Linked DNA regions of Mus musculus: region 2 is linked to region 1. Evidence: chromatin contacts called from public HiChIP or PLAC-seq data. All regions are on one chromosome and are shown on one strand. Each heading gives the region's core, a stretch centred on a gene start, on an enhancer-like site or on the middle of the called end of the contact. The rest is flanking DNA. Distances are from core to core; before and after follow the strand shown. Region 1 overlaps Tpcn1 (two pore channel 1). Region 2 overlaps Oas2 (2'-5' oligoadenylate synthetase 2).

What was found. HiChIP or PLAC-seq counts read pairs in DNA pulled down with a chosen protein or histone mark.
Region 2: a contact with region 1 is called in an H3K27ac HiChIP or PLAC-seq map of embryonic stem cells, with 6 read pairs. The contact joins two enhancer-like sites. A contact is called at or near these places in 1 of 115 datasets of contacts at active chromatin or transcription factors (embryonic stem cells) and 1 of 9 other capture datasets (pancreatic islet).

What each region holds. Positions count from the first base shown.
Region 1 is chr5:120,561,801-120,564,443 of GRCm38.p6, reverse strand. All of the region lies in intron 2 of Tpcn1 (two pore channel 1), which reads left to right. Among named protein-coding and RNA genes, the nearest start is that of Tpcn1, 25 kb to the left of the region's middle. Within about 2 kb of position 1,318, at least 111 of the 459 cell types and tissues checked have an H3K27ac peak or open chromatin away from gene starts, as enhancers often do. A contact at or near this core is called in embryonic stem cells, where this site is marked.
Region 2 is chr5:120,731,583-120,734,225 of GRCm38.p6, reverse strand. Oas2 (2'-5' oligoadenylate synthetase 2) reads left to right here. Exons shown (of 11, transcript NM_145227.3): 10 at 659-812; 11 at 2,268-2,643. The coding sequence ends at 2,333. Among named protein-coding and RNA genes, the nearest start is that of Oas2, 17 kb to the left of the region's middle. Within about 2 kb of position 1,310, at least 14 of the 459 cell types and tissues checked have an H3K27ac peak or open chromatin away from gene starts, as enhancers often do. A contact at or near this core is called in embryonic stem cells, where this site is marked.

The DNA.
Region 1 (2,643 bases), core at 69-2,568:
AAATACATATACATATATAATACACATAAACAAATAACACCAAACACGCATGGACACAGATACACAAACACACCAAACACACACATACATATACACACAAACACACATTCATAAACAACACATACATATACACACATTTACACACAAACACACATACACATAAACACACAAACACATGTACACATAAACCACAAACACACACACACCAGATTTCTCTGGTATAGAAAAGGTCTTGGGGCAGGATGTTGAGAGGACAAGATCACGAAAGTGCCTGGGTTGGTCCACAGGAGAGATGGCTCCAGCTGTGGCAGAGAGGAGGAGCCTGTGAGAAGATTAAAGACAGTTAACAGCCTGAGCTATATAGAGCGAGTTCAAGGACAACCAAGGCCACACAGAAAGACCTTGTCTGGAAAAACCGTGAATGCACACACACACACACACACACACACACACACACACACACACACACACACGAAGACAATTAAACTGACACATGTAACTTTTTTATACAGTATTTGGTGCTTGTTGGCAGTGGCCAGACAGGGAGGGTTTGAAGCTGGAATCTGTGTGGAGCCTTTTTTTTTTTTTTTGATCCTAGGGGCGGGCCCATCAACTTCCTGAGGCCTCCTCGGCCTGTGTTGATTCAGCTGTTGCCTGTGCAGTTACAGGCCGAGGATAGTACACTCCCATTCTGCCTCCTCGCAGCCCCCCACCCCCCATGCTCCTCCGCCAGCCCGTGTTCCCCAGGAACATCCCAAGAGCCTCATCATTGGTCCTCTGAGTCCAGACAGAGTTTCTCACATCTGGACTCAGTGCCAGCTGCGGAAGTGCAGAAGGCGATGCTCTCCCTAGTGAGGAAGAAGCTACTCGGTATCTGGTGCTCAGGCCAGGCCCTGTAGGTGTGTGGCCATTTTAGTGCACGCTAGACTGGCTGGTGGACTGTGGTTCACGAGGCAAAGGGAGAGTGGCTCATGTGTGCTAACACTGTTACTGTTCTCTTAGAGCCGAGCTGCTAGGTTGTGTTGTTAGAGGGCCTCTGTCTGGGCAGAGTCTGCAGGGCCGGAGTGTGGAGTTGTTTCTCGGGCCACCTGCATCTGCCAGTGAGAGTGGAGAATGATTTTTCCTGGGAATTTGTTTGGCGGGTTTTTCTTTCTCCTTTTGGAGGCAGTGTCTCACTGTAACCCAAACTTGTTAGGATCTCCCCGCCCCGGTCCCCAAAGTACTGGGCTTGCATCGGGCCAGCCACCGCGCCTGGCCTGGTTTGTGCTTCGGAGGTTACACTTGTGACTGGTCACCTGACCTCTGGAGCGAGCTTGCTCCACCGCCTAGCCCTCGGCGGCTGTCGGGGCGGACACTGGATACTTAAGGACACAGTTACAGGGTGGAGTATACTCAGTAATCCAGAACTGACTGACTAGCCAAACAGCAGGGATGCATTTCAGATTGCATAGACTGAGAGGCAGGCAGGTGTGCAGACCGGACAGAACCTCTTACAGAACACTGTAAGGCTTGCAGGGACACCAGGCAGGGTGTTGGCTGAGTGATTCTCTGCAGCCAGACAGGAAACCGAGGAAGCCATGACTCTTTCAGTCTTTTATTTAGATTTATTTATGTATTTTTGGTTTTTCAATACAGGGTCTCACTCTGTAGACCAGGCTGGCCTTGCCTTCAAAGATCTGCCTGCTGGGATTGAAGGTGTGTGCCACCACCACCACCTGGCTTCATTTTTATTTATCCTTTTAGTTTAGTTTAGTTTTTGTTTTTGTTTTTTTAAAGATTTATTTATTATTATAAATGAGTACACTGTTGCTGTCTTCAGACACCAGAAGAGGGCATCAGATCTCATTACAGGTGGTTGTGAGCCAACATGTGGTTGCTGGGATTTGAACTCATGACTTTCGGAAGAGCAGTCAGTGCTCTTAACCTCTGAGCCATCTCGCCAGCCCTAGTTTAGTTTTTTATGGTGCTGGGGATTGACTCCTGGCCTCGAGCAAAATAAGGTTGTGCTCTCCTGCTGAGCTGTGCTCCTGGCCTACTTGCTTTTAACTTGTTTGTTTGAGACAGGATCTTGCTATGTCTGGACCACTTTTACTTTTGATGTATGTATGTATGTATGTATGTATGTATGTATGTATGTACCTGTCTGTCTGTCTGCCCGTCCGTCCATCCATCCATCCATCCATCCATCCATCCATCCATCTGAGACAGAGTCTTGTCACAGCCCTGGCCAATGACCTTGCTATATAGACCAGGCTAGCCTTGACCTTAAAGCGATTCACCTCCCCTTTACCTCTGAAGTGCTATGACTAAAAAGCATGTGCCATCAGACTAGGCTTATTTTTTAAACTCCTAATACGTGTTTATTTACTGTGTCTGTTTGTACATCGTGCACATGTGGAAGTTAGAGGCCAAGGTGGGGATCAGTTCTCTCCTGGGGTGGGGGTGGGGGTGTCAAATTCATGTCCTTAAGCTAGGCAGCAAGAGCCTTACCCTAACCCTCTGGGCCCTCTCTCCTGTAGATCCTACATTTTATTCTGAGGCAGAGATTTCACTCTGGATTTGAACTCTGTAATTTGCAGTGCTCCTGCCTCACAAACCTGGGACTCCCACTCATTTAACAACTTCTTCTTCTTCTTCTTCTTC
Region 2 (2,643 bases), core at 61-2,560, 170 kb before region 1:
ACAGAGATCTGCCTGCCTCTGCCTCCTGAGTGTTGGGATTAAAGGCATGCGCCACCACACCCGGTCAGGAGGACGTTAAATTAGATGATAGGCTTGTCCACATAGTAAACTGTCCCCCCTCCCCAAATTATTTAAATAAAGGGAGGGGTCCTCAGAGAATATACTCCATACCATGAGCAAGAAACAAAGGTAGAGGAAGAAAGGGAAAAGGGGGAGAAAATAAAACAGCGAAGGGAAGAAACAAGAGCATTAAGACCAGGATCACTGGGCTTGCCTGCACATGCGCATAAGTTCACCAGCCTATCTCCCCACCTCCAATCCCCACTCCCCAACCCCAGCAATTTTGCAATTCAACAACTACTTAGCAACATTGCATTGTGTGACAACTTCTAGTTGGGCTAGAGTCTCTTGAAAAGAGGTGGTCAAGGTATGCCTTACTGTCTACCTTAAATAACTTCTATTTGGTGGGTGGGGCGGGGGAGAGTTGTTCTTCAAATGTAACAATTCTAGGAAGTAACTTTGACTCTTAAGTAATTTCCAATTGTTTAACCTGGGCTGCCAGACACATTGTATCATTAGCAAAAACAGGGCCAACCCTGAAAGCTGAAGCCAGGAATCTTGACAGCAACCCTTTCACACTATCTAACCTCTCCTTTAGGCCTGTAATCCTGGATCCAGCAGATCCCACAGGCGATGTGGGAGGAGGTGACCGCTGGTGCTGGCATCTTCTAGCTGAAGAAGCGAAGGAGTGGCTGTCCTCCCCTTGTTTCCAAGTGGAGCAAAAAGGCCTGGTACAGCCTTGGAAAGTGCCAGTAAGAGCCCTCTAAAGAACAGGGGTGGGCCCGTCACAGATTCTAATCAAAGGCTTTCTTAGTGTAGTAGGTTGGGATTGCTGAGCCCCCAAAGATTTAAAAACTGGACTCTAAGAGTTCAGTCAGTTACTACATTCTCTCTCTCTCTCTCTCTCTCTCTCTCTCTCTCTCTCTCCCTTCCCAGGTACCTAGAGATCTAAAGACAAGTGACATGGTGGGAGTGTTCACTACAGGAGGGATCTTGTGGCAGGACCAAGGCTTTTTGTCATTTGTCTAGGTGGTGCCTTGATCTACCCTATCCCTACCTGGCAGCAGCACCCATGCCCCAATCAAAATGACAGCAGACACTATCAATTATCCCCTGGAAGTAAGGGTACCACTGTCTAGCTCTCTGATCTATTTTTAGCACAAGTGGCCCTGAACCCAATGGGGTGCCTGCACCTTGCAGCTTCACCCAACCGGAAGATGGGGGAAAGAATGGAGAGTCTGGGATTCTGAGGCTGGCTGGGTGTGGCAGCCTGCCTAGGATTCCAGCCTTGGAAGGCTGAGTCCATGGAATCCCCAGAGCAAGCTGATTAGCTCAGCTAGTTCTGGATTTGATTAACAGACCCTGGCTCAGTAACTAAGGTGAAATAGTGACTGAGGATGACAGATGACTCCTGACAGCACCTGGGGCCACGAACATGTAAACATATGCACATACATACATGGAAACAGATATGGATATGTATATGTAAAAGGGGGAGCAGGGAGGACATGGGATTGGCTTAGAAGTTTCATTGTCACATTCTCACACGTTAAAAATCTAGAATTGTTACATGGCCATACTCGTAATTTTGAAAGTGGCCATCAAATCAAAGTTGTTTCTTCTCCTGTTGGGAGCTTCCTCCTCCTCCACCCGATACACACTGGGCACAGCCCTCCAGGCCACCCTCCCACAGGCAGGCACACTCTGTTCTCCTTTCTGTCCTTCCTTGGCACCATTGACAACTGGGGACAAGTTGAGGGGGCTGTGTCGTGCAGTGTAGGTTGCTGAACACTGTCCCAGTCTCTTCTAGATGTTCCCCCCCCAAACAAAACAAAACAAAAACAAAACAAAACAAACAACAACAAAAACCCAAGATATAGTGTTGTATCTTCTGGTGAGAGAAAGTTTGTCCCTGGTGAGACCCCATACCTCAGGGGCGTGCCCCTGTCTTCATCTGCAGGGTGACAGGCCACATTAGCCAAACCTGAAGCAGTCTACTGGTTGTGTTTGTCTTTGATCACAGTTTCCCAAATATGTTTTCCAGATTCTTTTCTGGAGACAGGATCTTACTGCGTAGCTCTGGCTGTCCTGAAACTCCCTATGGAGTCCAGACTGGCCTTAACTCACAGAGATCCACTTGCCTCTCCTGGAATTAAAGGGATGCGCCAATATGCCCTTCTTTAAGCTTCCTCTCCCTCTCTCTCCAGGTAATGCAGACCCCCGGAAGCTGTGGAGGTCAGATCTACCCCACTGTGGGTGGAGTTACTAAGTAGGAGTCCATTCAGCTCTGGAAGACGCTTCTGGAGTGATCTGGCAAAGACTCAGACTGTGTTAGAAAAGGGAGCCTGGTTCAGTCCTCTCTGGCAGGCTCGCACCTCTATTCTTCCTTCTTGGAATCAAGACATGGGATTATCCTTCCTCCTCCCCCAGGGTCTCACAGCACAGGCCCTGCTCTGTGTGAGTGACCTCCTTCAGAGACACTTGCCCCATGCAGCTCGATGGGTTCTGGTTTTGTCTGTATTCTGTGCAGTTATTTTCCTGCCTCCTGCTCTGTTAGTCTCTAGTCAGCAGCTCCAGACTCAC